Linked DNA regions of Triticum aestivum: region 1 is linked to region 2. The links are chromatin contacts, called in public Hi-C maps. All regions are on one chromosome and are shown on one strand. The core of a region is the stretch at or near the end of the contact, and the rest is flanking DNA. Distances in the headings are between cores, read along the strand shown.

The links. Hi-C and Micro-C count contacts between places; a contact is called where the count stands out from the background.
Region 1: a contact with region 2 is called in a Hi-C map of leaf, with 4 times the contacts expected there. The contact joins the promoter of LOC123078742 here to the enhancer-like site in region 2. A contact is called at or near these places in 2 of 5 Hi-C or Micro-C datasets (both in leaf).

Annotation. Positions count from the first base shown.
Region 1 is chr3D:338,728,100-338,734,932 of IWGSC CS RefSeq v2.1, reverse strand. It overlaps LOC123078742 (mitogen-activated protein kinase 8), which reads right to left and starts at 5,097. Exons shown (of 11, transcript XM_044501345.1): 1 at 4,687-5,097; 2 at 2,846-3,254; 3 at 2,011-2,138; 4 at 1,835-1,894; 5 at 1,180-1,329; 6 at 943-1,098; 7 at 643-854; 8 at 454-555; 9 at 285-340; 10 at 110-186; 11 at 1-16. The coding sequence starts at 4,725.
Region 2 is chr3D:338,669,084-338,675,566 of IWGSC CS RefSeq v2.1, reverse strand. No RefSeq gene overlaps it. Among protein-coding and RNA genes, the nearest start is that of LOC123078742, 58 kb to the left of the region's middle. Within about 2 kb of position 1,401, at least 3 of the 8 cell types and tissues checked have an H3K27ac peak or open chromatin away from gene starts, as enhancers often do. A contact at or near this core is called in leaf, where this site is marked.

The sequences.
Region 1 (6,833 bases), core at 3,848-6,347, 56 kb before region 2:
ACTCTTCCTGGTCTACCTGCAAATTTTGCAGCAAAGGATATATACATGTCATATTGGTGCCATCTGAAGAAAATAGAACACTAGACTTCTACTTAGGAGAAACTACTACCTGTTGGAATCCTTTGGGGAACTTGGGAAGACTTCTGATCTTTTGGAGGAATTGGTGTAGAATGAACTGTAGTAGTCCTGTCAAATGCAAACTAAATGTCAGCAAGCAAAGTTGAGTGACAGTCTCTGAAATTATCATGCCAAATCATCAAACTTGAACTGAAATTCCTGACTACCTGACCATCTTTTGTCATGTAAAGCGATTCCATAGTACCATGAGATCACCAAAGAACTATATTTTAACCATGCACACATGAGCTATTTATTTAATTTAATGGCATCTTAGTTTTAACAAAAAGCAGAACATAAAAGCATATACTATTGGTAAAATCTTGCAGTGGGTACCTGGGGAGTGAAACATGCTTCCTGTCCGATGGAACGATTGCCCCTCCCTTCCCTCCATTTTCCTCCAAGTTAGCAAATTGCCTTCGGAAATTGTCTACAGCACTTCATAATAACATAGGAACCAAGAACGGATCAGTTATGAAAATTGGCATTTAATGGGGAAAAAATCGAGATCTTATGGTAAAAAACCTAGGATATAGGAAGTTCGTTTTTTCAGTTCCATTCATGTAATCCTTGAGAAGTTGAGGATGATACTCCAATATCTCACGGAATATAAGTTCCTTTACGTCCTCTTTTGTCACCTTTTTCCGTTCAAACTCAAACTCAAATTTCGATATTGGCTGGCAGGATGGTTCTCTCTCTACCTTCCCAAGGCCTTTAAAATATGGATCAGCTAACGCCTGATTATGATGTGCACATAAACATTGTTAGATAACAGAGTTTTTAACACCTGTTTTTGAATCTTAAGTTTTATCTAGAAACACTTGCCTCTTCTGCCGTTGGTCTATCCTTGGGGTCAAATGCTAAAAGCCGCTGCATAAGTTTGAGTGCAGCAGGATCTGCTTTGGGGAACCTCTCAGAAAAACATACCGGTTGTTTTTTCCTCATACTACTCAAGTACCTCCTTGCCTTCTCATTCCGGATCTGTAGTTGCAAAGGGATTAGGATGCTTGACATTTATGGATACCTTACTTTGGATCATGAATCATGAATGGAAAAGCGTACCCTGGAAACAGTATCCAGTGACGGCGTACCCAAGAGATCAGTCATTAAATCCAACTGGTGAACTACATTTTTACCAGGAAACAAAGGTTTCCCAGTTAAAATCTCCGCAAAAATGCAACCAATACTCCATATGTCAATAGCTGGTGAATACTGCATAGAACAACCAATTTAGCATCCTGAATTCAACATCAGAGCCTTTTAAGGAGTGAAAGATCAGGTATTAATGATAACTACTCCCTCCATCCCATAATATAAGAGCGTTTTTGACACTACACTGGGACGGAGGGAGTAGCATATACTCCGTAGTTGTGAAAACAGTAGGCTCTAGAAGGGTTTGCATTGTCATTTTATTAGCAAGACCAGCTGACTACGTAGAATCTAGTAGTCATATGAACCTTGAATTTGGTCTCATTTCATCTATATATATATATATATATATGTACAGCACAGCTGTAGACTACATGGAACACCATAGTGAAACCTTGTATAGGTTGTGAGTTGTGACACTGATTTATCTTCTTTTATTACTATGTGCGCAAGAATAATGTGGTATTAAACAGCGTAGCCTGCCCAGCAATTGCATGAGGCATGTTTATGTGGACAGTAGCGCACAAGATATCCTAGCAAACACAACAGAGATGTGCAGACTAGTTACCTTAGTAAAGAAAGATCCACAAAGCTCAGGAGCCCTATACCATCTAGTAGCAACATAATCCTGCAAACAATGATGAATAGAAGATAAAAATTAAGTGCCAAAAGACTACCTTTGAATACAAATCTAATTTGGCAAATAACACAGGATGTGATTCTAGTCTACCAAAATTTACATACCGTCCAAAATACAGTCGTGGGAGTGTCATTGAATGCCACTCGTGCTAGCCCAAAATCACATATTTTGAGTTTACAGTTAGCATTTGCCAATATATTCTTTGGCTTCAAATCACGATGATAAACATTAGCTGCAATCATATAAATATTGGTCAGGTCACAGACAATGGTAAATGAACATGCATTTTAAATTGGAAATGGATGATTTTTGAAGCTGATAATGTTAGTAGCTCAACAATGGATAGTGGAAAATAATCATGATGACATTAAAGGTAAATACAAAGAAGTGTACATTTCGCAACAAAAAGCATGAAACAAAGTGGGAGATATTTTTCAGGTCAATGAAAGGCCAAATATCAAAATCATCAGAAGACAAATGATCAACAAGAACATAACTAATGTGGGACAAAGGACAATTTTCTCTAAAATATGGCGGCCATGGTTATTGGGTTAGCACTTGGTTAAAAAAGGCGCGCCTAAGGCGGGTGCTTAAGCACGCCTAGGCTCTAGGCGATAGCAAAATGCCTAGCGCTTAATTGTGGTTAATGTGCGTATAGTTGCGCTTAAGTGTATGGTTTGCTCAGAAAAGCACAAGGCGGTTGCAAAACGCACAATTAACGCCTAGTGCCTTTTTAACTTTGGCACTAGAGTGAATTTTATGTGTGAGTGCATTTCTCCAAATTGTGTATGCTCCACATGGAGCGGAGCAAAGCATCAGCAGCGAACTACAGATAGGGTATGGATAAAATACCTACTCCTGGATATTCAAAAAAGATTATAGGACGACAATAGAGAACTGCATACTAACTCAGATCTCAATTTGAAAAAAGTAGCATACCGGTATGAATATATTTCAGTGCACGAAGCATCTGATAGAGAAAGAACTGATGGTGTTCTTTGGTTAAGTCATCATTGGCCTTGATGACTTGGTGGAGGTCTGTATCCATCAGCTCAAAGACGACATAAATATCCTTGAAATCCCTCCTTGACGGAGGCAACATTATATGCCTGATCTCAACTATATCAGGATGTCTCAATAGGCGGAGTAATTTGATCTCACGGAGGATCCGAGCAGCATCAGATAAATGCTCAAAGATATTGTGTATTTTCTTGATTGCCACCTTGTCGCCAGTATGTTGGTCAATAGCTGAACAAACGACACCGTAACTCCCTTTACCGATGACTTCCTGAATTTTGTATCTATTAGCATCGCCATATTCACTGAAGAAGTCCATCTCCGATGAACCCTGAGAGAAGTGGAAAAAAACAGAGTTAATACTGCGCAATGGAGAACCTTTCCACAACTGAAACAAAAGACACGCATACAGAAAAGAAGGCCCAATTTACTGAGTAATATCTGCCTCAAGCATTGAGCTCAATGTCAGATGGCCCAGCCTGCCAGCAAATAAACTTAGTAAAGGACCAGAAAAGGTTCGGCTCATCCTTTGGATAAACCCCAGGTGATAATACATACTAGCCACATAGGCTCTCAATGAAACAACTTAAAGGACAAAAAGAAGTTAAACCCAGGTTTTCCACCGCCCAAAAAAATTCCTCAATACAACAGTCAAATTTTGTATAAAGGCCACTTCATACCGAACAGACCACTGAAACAGCAGACTTGTAATCTGCATCCAACTGACTCACAGAGTTGTATACAGCACAAAAAGTTGGATTCCGTAAGCTTCTGGATCACGGTGCGCAAAGACGGTAGCTACAACTCCCTGTCCGATGCAAAACTCCTTGGCCTCCAGCAATGAGGAAAACAGCGCTTATCGAGCACAAAGGGCCCAAGAATGACTATTTAAGGATGTGTTCTTGGGCATAAAACCATCTATATCAATATCAATATGCCTTCCAAGTGGGCACAGAATATGACAACCTAACCTAATCCACTGAGACAATTAAGATGATTGGCTATAACTTTTTGCAAGAAAAAAGACGGTAAGAAGACCACAGATTTGGGTTGAGTTGAGATAAACATATCTACTCAGCGAATCTAATACCGCATTTGCGTTTGTGGCACCTCTTAGGTTGCATCTGAATCACCCTTTTTTTTTCTTTCCCCTGGTGTAGATTACAGGAGTTGAAAAGGCCTCAGTAATCCTTTACGAAGCAACGAGTACTCAACTACTAGCATGGAATGGAAAAGTTAGAAAAGAATACCATTTCCTTTATAGAGGGACAATGCAAGAAAAGACGCAGCCCAACCGCAGAAGAAGATTTCAGGAAAGCACCCACTAGGGAAATCCAACAGAGAACCTTGTGTTAATAATTGAGGTGAATTGTGATCCAGAGACAGGAGTGAAAAGGATCCCTTTTTCGCGATAAGAAATGGAAGAAAATAATTCAGCTGGACTGCGAAGCTGAAATCAACAACCTCAACTTATACGGAAGGAAGGAATTGTCGACGGAAGGAGAAGAGAAGTTGCAGGACACCAATGGCAAGAGATAATTCTGACGGGCGTGCGCGGCGGAACCCCCCGGATCCCACGAGCCCAGTGCCCCCTCCTCATCAAATCAAAAAGAAAAAAGAATCCTCCCCCGAGGCGAGGTAGGTTCATCCAACCCGCCGGACGAACCGACCGATCTCGAAGCGCCAACAACCCACACGGGCACCGAAAGGCAGCCAACCACCCCGCAACAAACAGCAACCCCTGGCGTGGCGCACGGTCTCACCTTCCTCCGCTGCTGCTGCTGGTGCTGGTCCGGCTGCATCGCTCACCGCCGCTGGTCCGCCGGCGAATCAAGCCGCATTTGTCACCGCCGGCACGCGCGCGCGAGGGAGAGATCTCTGTCTGTCCCCGGGCCGGTGTGGCGGGTCGGGCGGATCGACGATGAAACGAGGGAGCGCAACCCCAACCCCAACCTGAACCGGAACGCTCGTGTCTTGTGGCCCGGCTCGCTGCGACTGAGCAACTCGCGGGCGAAGGGGGTGTGAGTTGTTGTGGCGTTGGTTTCGTCCTGTGGCCCGGTGGGGGTGGGGCAACGCAAAGGGCAAACCCAAACACAAGGAGCTCCGTGCCTCCTCCTCCTCCTCGTCTCGTCTCGTCTCGTTCGTCTGGTGCGAGCGATCGGGTTCGTTCGGGGAACCACTGACGGGCGGGCGGGCGTTAAAAAGAAGTGCTTGCTTGTTTTCTTTCTTTTGACAGCCGCGCGGCGGTGGGTCACCATGTGATTGACGATGTGGATGATTTTATGGAGATCCGTTCCGCTCCGGTTGAGTTTGGAGCGGCGTGGCGTGGTGGCCAGGCATGCGTTTTTCTGGCTTGGCCGGCGCGAAGACGGCGACCGGCAAAACCACCTCTCTTTTTTTTTTTTACTAATAACACACTTTTGTTCAGCTTGCGTGCTTATTTTGTGGCGACTTGCATCAGTCACATGGCCAGCCACGCCAATATGGGGATGTGCGTGGAACGCAAGTTATTTTTATCTCAACCCAACGGCTTTTCCGCACCTTTTTCTATCCCAACGGAGTACAGCAGTAAAAACGAGTAGCGGCTCGGTTCGCGTGGGAAGTTTCGTGCGCTGAGCCGAGCCGTGATATGATAAGATACCGCAATTATCTTATCGGTTGGTGGATCTGGATTTCTTCCATCTCATCTCAACAGTATTCATAGCAGCAGGATAAGGTCTCACCGACATACGTACATGACGCCAAATAACCTAATCGGATCTCGCATGTGCTGTGGTGTTAATCACCCATCTTCTTTTCCTTTCTTCATTTCCTACCCATGTGATCGTCTTTTTATGTGAGGGAATCATGAACAGCATCAGCTCATCCCTCGCCTACTAAAATGCTTCGAATTTATTCAACTTTATCCACTGTCAACCAGGTCGAAATGTTCCTGCCTACTACTCTCTACTACCTCCTTTTGGGTTTACTAGTCCACATAGTATTTCCGGTCAAACTTCGACCACATGTTTGGCTAGTAAGATGTTAATGCATGTCACAACAAATTATAGTGTTGGATTCTTCTTTGAATGTACTACATCCGTCCTGATTTATTAATCCCCTTTATATTTTGTCCCGAACGTAGATGTAACTATAAAATATAAGTTGTATGTCATTAAATTTTATTGTTTGATTCATATTTGAAAGAGGTTTCCAATGATACTATTTTTGTGGTATATAACTTACATTTTGATAGCTAAATCAATTGTCCAAGTTGTCCAAAAATACAATGGGAACTAATAAATCCGGACGGATGTAGTAGTTTGAAATGAACTTATATATTTTACTAATAATAGTTAAATGTATGGTCAATATGACTCATGATATGAGGGGACTAATCATCCCGGATAAAGGTAGTACTCCCTCCGTCTCAAAATGTAAGATGTTTTTCCATACTACCAGAATGCGAAAAAACGTCCTACATTTTAGGACAGAGGGAATACTAGATAAGATTCAAATCACCATGAAGTTTCATTTCGAAGTACGGAAATATCACTACCATACCAACAGTACGTGTTAAATTCCCTGGAGTACTTTATTTATCTCTCCAAGTATTAGGTCTCGTTGCTGCTCAACAACTCCAATTGACGTCCCAGCTAATTTACGTACCGAAATTGCTGCACGTACGACGCTTGGATATACGATTTTGTACGATTCCTGATCGGGTGGTGGGCAGCGGCTTGCTCTGACAGTGCCGTATGAAAATCGTATGGAAATAATCGTACGCATAGCAATGCTCTTTACGTACCATGCACGACATCATCTGAGTTATTATTGCATCATATAATAATGCATAACTAGCTGGACACGGATTTGATGAGCATGGTTTCACGCGTGCCCTTATGAATAGTATATTTTAAAAATACTAGAA
Region 2 (6,483 bases), core at 152-2,651:
TGATTCACATGAGCCTGTGTCGGTGGCGCGTAGAGACCCATTGATGGATCCATCTCTGGGTGTGGGGCGATCGCCAGAGGTGCGCCATAGCCAGGCACAACACCAGCGTATGGCGGCGACGGGTAGGCGCCAGGAGTAGCTAGGACATCACCGGTAGTCGCGACCGGAGCCCCAGGTGACGTAGGAGGCGCAGCCCCGTAGGGCAGTGAAGGCGGCGGTGCCGCATAGGGTTGAGGGCGCGACGGCGCCACGTAGGGTTGCGAGGGCGGCACACCATAGGGAGGCGCCGGCCAGGCAGACGGCGGCGGTGGCATGGCACCATAGGCCGATGCAGGGGCGCCATACCACGGAGCACCGTAGGCCGACGCCGAGACGCCGTACGGGTGCGGAGCGCCGTAGATCGATGCAGGAACGGCGTCATATGCGGGCGCAGGACCACGGTAGGGTGGCGGCGTAGCGGCGTTGGTCGAGGAAGACGGGCCGCCGGAGGAGACCGGCGGAGGCAGATCGCCCTGCCCACCCGATCCGATATGGGCACCTGGAGGGGCTCCTCCGGGGGGCTCGGCGTGCCACCAGGCCGCAGCTAGGGGCTGAGAGGCAAGCAAGGGCGATGAGGGGGCGACGGCAAAGGCCGGCGCATGGGCCGGCGCAGCGATCGCGGCGGGGGCAGTGGAAGACATCGTAACCCTAAACTGCTACCATGTAAGACGTATGTTTTGGGAAACTGCTCGACATCCTAAACAAGGTGTGGCTATCTCATTATATAGAAGTACCAAAGGATACAATACAAGGTGTATACAAAGTCTACGTATATACAGTCTAACACTACTATCATCTCGATGCAGTTGCTTTGTTGTTCTGCTTGCGTCGAGTACTCCGGCGGCTCGATCTTGGTTTCACCTAGTGCTATGCTCGGTGTCACTTTGCTCATGCTTGGTCGTTAGCGTGTTTTGATTGTATTTTTTCAGTTTTTGTCAAGTCTTTGGCCTTTGTATTCAACATCATTGTATTCTAGACAGTTGGTGGCTTCATTAATTTGAAATCGGGCATTCTTGCCTTTTCTCTAAAAGAAAAGGTTAAAACGGCATAGATCTTCACCAACCTTGCCCGCTCGTGTTCGTGTTCCAGGAAGCAAAACCCAGCTTGTGTTGAGTATGTTGGGCTCTGACTGAGTTGTTTTGGGCAACTAGCCGGGTAGGGGAGTGGAGTGCATCCGGTTTCTCCGAGTCCGAACCCAGCTCCCGTACATGTCACATGTGCGCGCGGGAACCGGACAAATTGATCGGACGAGCCGTCGCTTTTACTCGAAAAGGCAACGTCGCCGTCCGCTGCCCCACCCGGGCCGTGCGTTCGCCGTCGGTTGGTTCGTCGTGACCCACGGCCCGGACACGAGCGCTTCTTCTTTTCTAAACGTTGCGCTCAGCGTTGATCCGCAGGCGACGCCACACGAGAAGGCGACGTACCGCGCGCTTGCTTGACCGCCGCGGTCGCTCCGGCAGGCACGGACGCCGTGAGCGCGAGGCGAAACCGACCGAGGGGCGTCTAGTCTATTGCAGCTAGATACAGCGAGGGAGCGAAGCCTGCAGAGGACGACCCGCGGCTTGGAAGGGGGTGCCACCCCCACTTGCACAAATTGGGGCAGACGGGCGAGCCATGCATGCGCTGCATCCAGCCATCCATCGCTTCGGGGGCTCCAAGTTCCATTTCATTTCGGTGCCTGGCTGCTCGTCGTCTTTCGGAGCGACAGGGACGACAGGCCGGAGCTGTCTCGGTGAAGCCAAGGCAGTGTCGGAGACTTGGCCGCGGCTCTACTCCGTCCAAACGCGAAACGGCAGCTGGTGTAGGCCAGTGACGGATAGAGTGCCGTCGCTTCTCTGCTGGAGTAGCTCTTGTTCTGATTTTACGTGAGTAAATTGTGCCGATGTGTGACTTCTCGCAAAGTCTCGAATGGCCGATTGCATGGAACAAGGCAGCAAAATTTAACCAGCCACCAGGCGGTTTACGGGGTGTTTCCAGAGATACTAGCAGGCTATACAATGTACATCAGTTAGTTTTTTAGATCGACAATGTACAGCGGTTTGTAAAGATAGTTCTTTTCATAGCTTTCCACATCATCTATGACGAGACATGTTATACAGGTATTCGAAAAATGCCTGCGAATGCCGGACTTGGCAAATTTGACCCCTCAAAACGGGCACTGCCTAGTCACACCTCAAATTTCTCTTCTCACAATCGGACACCTCAATTAGTATACCTCAAATTCATACAAACTCATGTAACTACGCAAACGATGCATTACACACATTGTCCGACTACTACATTAGGACATGTTATGGGACTACCAAAATTTCACATGTTTAACCTACATGCTAGATATGGAGAAAATCATCCGCGGCTGCCCTTGCCCTTCCCACCGCCCTTCTCGCGGAAGTAGCGGTCGTAGACGCAGTAGGGATTGAGCCGAATCTGCCCGTCGTCGTAGCTGTCTGACCCGACGTTGTCCTCCTTCTCCTCCTTGGGGGCAGTCCGACCATGGCATGGACCGCCGGATTCTGCTCTCGAGCGAGGTCGCGTGTATTTCCCCACTGCCGCTTCTTTACAATGCAGGCGCATATGGCTTCCTCCTCTGCGGTCGCCCGCACCGCCGCATCAGCCGCCTTCGCCGACCTCATCATCTCCTTCCCATGGCGGGCACACTGGTCTTGGTAGCACTCATACTTCGGCAGACCAGTGATGGGAAAAGGGAGATTGGTAGGCTCTCAGGAGGACCGTGATGATCCTGTCCCGGTGGATTTGAGCGCCCGATGTGCCGACGCAATCAACTCCCGCCGATCAGAGCCCGTCGTAGGTCGGGTGTTGTCCTCCCGGGAGCGGCGGAGTGCAATGCGGACGACCATTGCCTCCTCCAACCCGCATGGGACGACACCCCAGTCGACAGATCTGGACTGGCCAGAGTCAGGTCCGCTGCCACCATAGTGGAGATCGCCGGACGGGAGCTTGGGTGGCAGAGTGGAGTGGAGTGGAGTGGCTAGGATTTAGTCCGAGGAGGGGATAGGGATGAATATATGTGGGTCCGGTGGGCTAGCGTGGGCCTGGTCCGACGTGGTAGCCACGCCCGGTCGCGCCCGGGCCTCCCCAGATCTGCCCCATATTTGGATTGTATATAGGGGTGCCAGTCAGCCTAGACGTTTGAGGCCGGTTTTAGGCACCCATCTGGGTCGGTTTTTTCTGACCAGTCACTGACCAGTCACTGACCAGTCCGTCCGCCTGAGTGTATGAGAGGGTTTGCGACGCCCGGCTGTAGATACTCTTATATTAGAGAAACTACAGTTTTGTAAAGCTATGATTTTTATTAGACCCAAACACCAAAAAGTATTTTTTAAGACTATGGTATCAAGAAAACTCAAAGAAAATCATCCAAATACGTTAAGTAATTCCAGTGAAATCTTTTGTATACAATTGTAGCATGTTTTACCCCAATGCAATTTACTAACACATATAATGTGACTTGTTTATGTATTTAATAATAAAGTATGCATTTCTTCCCGCAAAAGAGTCTGAATTTTGATTTACTTAATTAACATAGATACTAGCATTGCCCGCATGTGCGGACCGAGCGAAAATTGGTTCTATATAGCGAACCACCCTTGATAGGTTGAGTTCAAGAACAACAAGCACCAATGCAATTGTTGAACAACACATGTGCAAGATAGACACACAAAACCTCAATGGAGATAAAATCAGTGTGCGTTAATTTTCTCAAGCACCAAACAAGTGCTGCATATGGCATTTTTGTCGACTTTATTCCGGGAGTAAGCCACACCATCAAGCTCTTGACTCATAGTCAGCTCCAAACACTAGATCATTTTGTAGAGACCTTACGCATTCATGCAATTCAATAATTGCAGGAACAGGTGGAATTTTCTCTTCAATAATGCAACTTGCGCAAAGCACTCTTAGACTAACGTACTACTTAAAGTAGTCCCAATAATTCCAATATGATAATGGACAATGTATTTAACCCAAGAGACCCCATGCATGCCTATGTCAGTGATGCTTGGATATGTTGATCTAATGGAGTTGTTGGCCTATGTTACTTTCAAAATCGTCGTTTGATATTTAAAGCATTGATATAGCCTAGCAATGTTTTGAGCTCTTTGTTGGTAGAGCCTTGCAACCTTGCAATGGCATGGTGCAGCCTGCAGTGAGATGCATCATGTGCTACAGTGGGTGCGTGTATGCAACTGCAGAACAACGTGAAGGGTCCAAGAGGAGGCCAAATTTCGTGTTTTGACCCTTTTGACAAACAAAATCGGGATCTGACCTCACTTTGAATTTTTTTTGACATCTGACCCTTTTGCTACCGCCAAAGGACTCAGCGGTAGGTTCACGCAGGCTACCTCCAGGGCTTCCGGCGGTGGCATGGACGGGACGGCCCACTGCCGTTAGCTAACGGCCAGCGCAACACCCTACCACCGCAGGTCTTGGTGGTAGGTTGAGTTACCCTACCGCCGCAGGTCTGTGGGTTTAGGTTTTTACAAGTTTTATTGATTGTTTGTTTTGTCACAAGTTTCACATAGTTTCACAAATAGCAAAATATGAGCTCACATATTAATAAAGGTTCCACATAGCAAATATCAAATAGTTTACACATAGATTCATATGTAGGAAATAGCAAATAGCAAATAGCAAATAGTTTGACAACCCCTACTAACACATAGATGCATATGCATAAGGCATGTTTATAGGGCGGGTAAACCTCCCCCCTCGTATGTTAGGCCTGGCTGTGGAGACAGATACGACAGCGGATCCACCGGTTCAGGCGGAGGCGGAACGCTAGTCGGCATCCGACCGTTCAAGCACTCCCACCTTGCCTTGCCAGCTGGAGTTTTCGCCTCCGCCCTTCCCCAGCTGATGATATCGAACGCCGATGCACTTGGGGGCGGCATTCTGGCTCTCTCCTCCGCATTGCTCTCGAAGTAGATCCTCCGGCCCAAATTGCGCAGCTCCCAGTTGGAGTGTTGCTTGGCAACTTCAATAGTCTTTTCCCGGCGTTCACGGGAGATAGTTGGATCTCCCTCCATATCTGCAGTCACTCTCTTCCACTCCTTCACACTCAACGACCAACACTTCACATCGTCGGCGATCCGTTCTGCCCTCTCGTGCCACCGCACTGCCCTCGTCGCCTCTAGGAACTCGTCTGAAAAAGCTCCCACCAGCTGCAGAAGCTCGGGGAAGGAATCGTACACGTACGGAAGTGGCAAGGCGGACGGGTCGTGTTGGAGATGAATGGGTGATGGTTGCACCACTGTTGCAGACCTAAACATATGGATGAATAACAAAAGTTCATCATTAACTAAATAAAATACATATATCAAGATGGGTCAAATGCAATATCATATCATATCATATTTACTCCACTACTTGCATCATATAAATTTTGCTTACTCCGATATTCATCATATCATAAATTTTGTTAACATTGCAATCTAAACCTAAACCTAAACCTAGGATTCATCAACCTAAACGTAGGGTTCATCAACTAGGGAGGGTTCCTCATATGGTCAGAAAAACTAAACCTAGGGTTCATCAACTAGGTTCATCACATTGCAATCATCTAGGTTCATTATATTAACTAGGGTTCATCATATCAACTAGGGTTCCTCATGATTTTGAACATGAACATGAACCTTTTTTAGGCTATAAGAAAGCGGATTGATTTGACTCAAACTAATTGGGGATGGGAGGAGCTTGCCTTCCTCTTTCCAAAGCCTTCTCGATCCGCAAAATCCATGAATCAACCAAGAAAATCGGAGGGGGGAAGTGGAGGAGATGAGAAAATGGCGAGAGGAAGAAGAAGGCGGTTGGGTGGGTGGGGATAAGGGGTTGGGGTGGAGTGGGCGGGGCGGTTGGGTTTATAAATGCCCAAACCCTACCGCCATAGGGCGGGGCGGTAGGAGAACACAACCTACCGCCATAGGGCGCGGCGGTAGGGCGGGAGCATGTGTTAAGTTTCTGTGACCGAAAAAGCGAACAGCTCAGCGGTAGGGTTGCACACCCTACCGCCAACAGCCCTGGCGGTAGGGTGTGCAACCCTACCGCTGAGCTGTTCGCTTTTTTGGTCACATGAGGGGGGCATGGGGGGGAGGCACCCTACCGCCGGGTGTCATGGCGGTAGGCTGTACAGACCTACCGCCTTAGTGTCTGGCGGTAGGGTGGCCCAGTGTGCATTTTTTGCACCTCCTAACTTCTCTTGTCTTCAATTTTTGGCAGACAACATTTAAACAACATATGTATGATATATGAAGCACACACCACAAATTTATAAATAAGATTGGTTGGATACATAGCAAATAGACATTCATAAAGGTTTTCACCAAGTTATACATAGCAAATTAACGAAACAGTTTCACGAGCAAATTCATATGGTTCAGGAAGAAAATATGCAAGTTTTTAGTTCAACGACACGGCAGCAACTTCAGT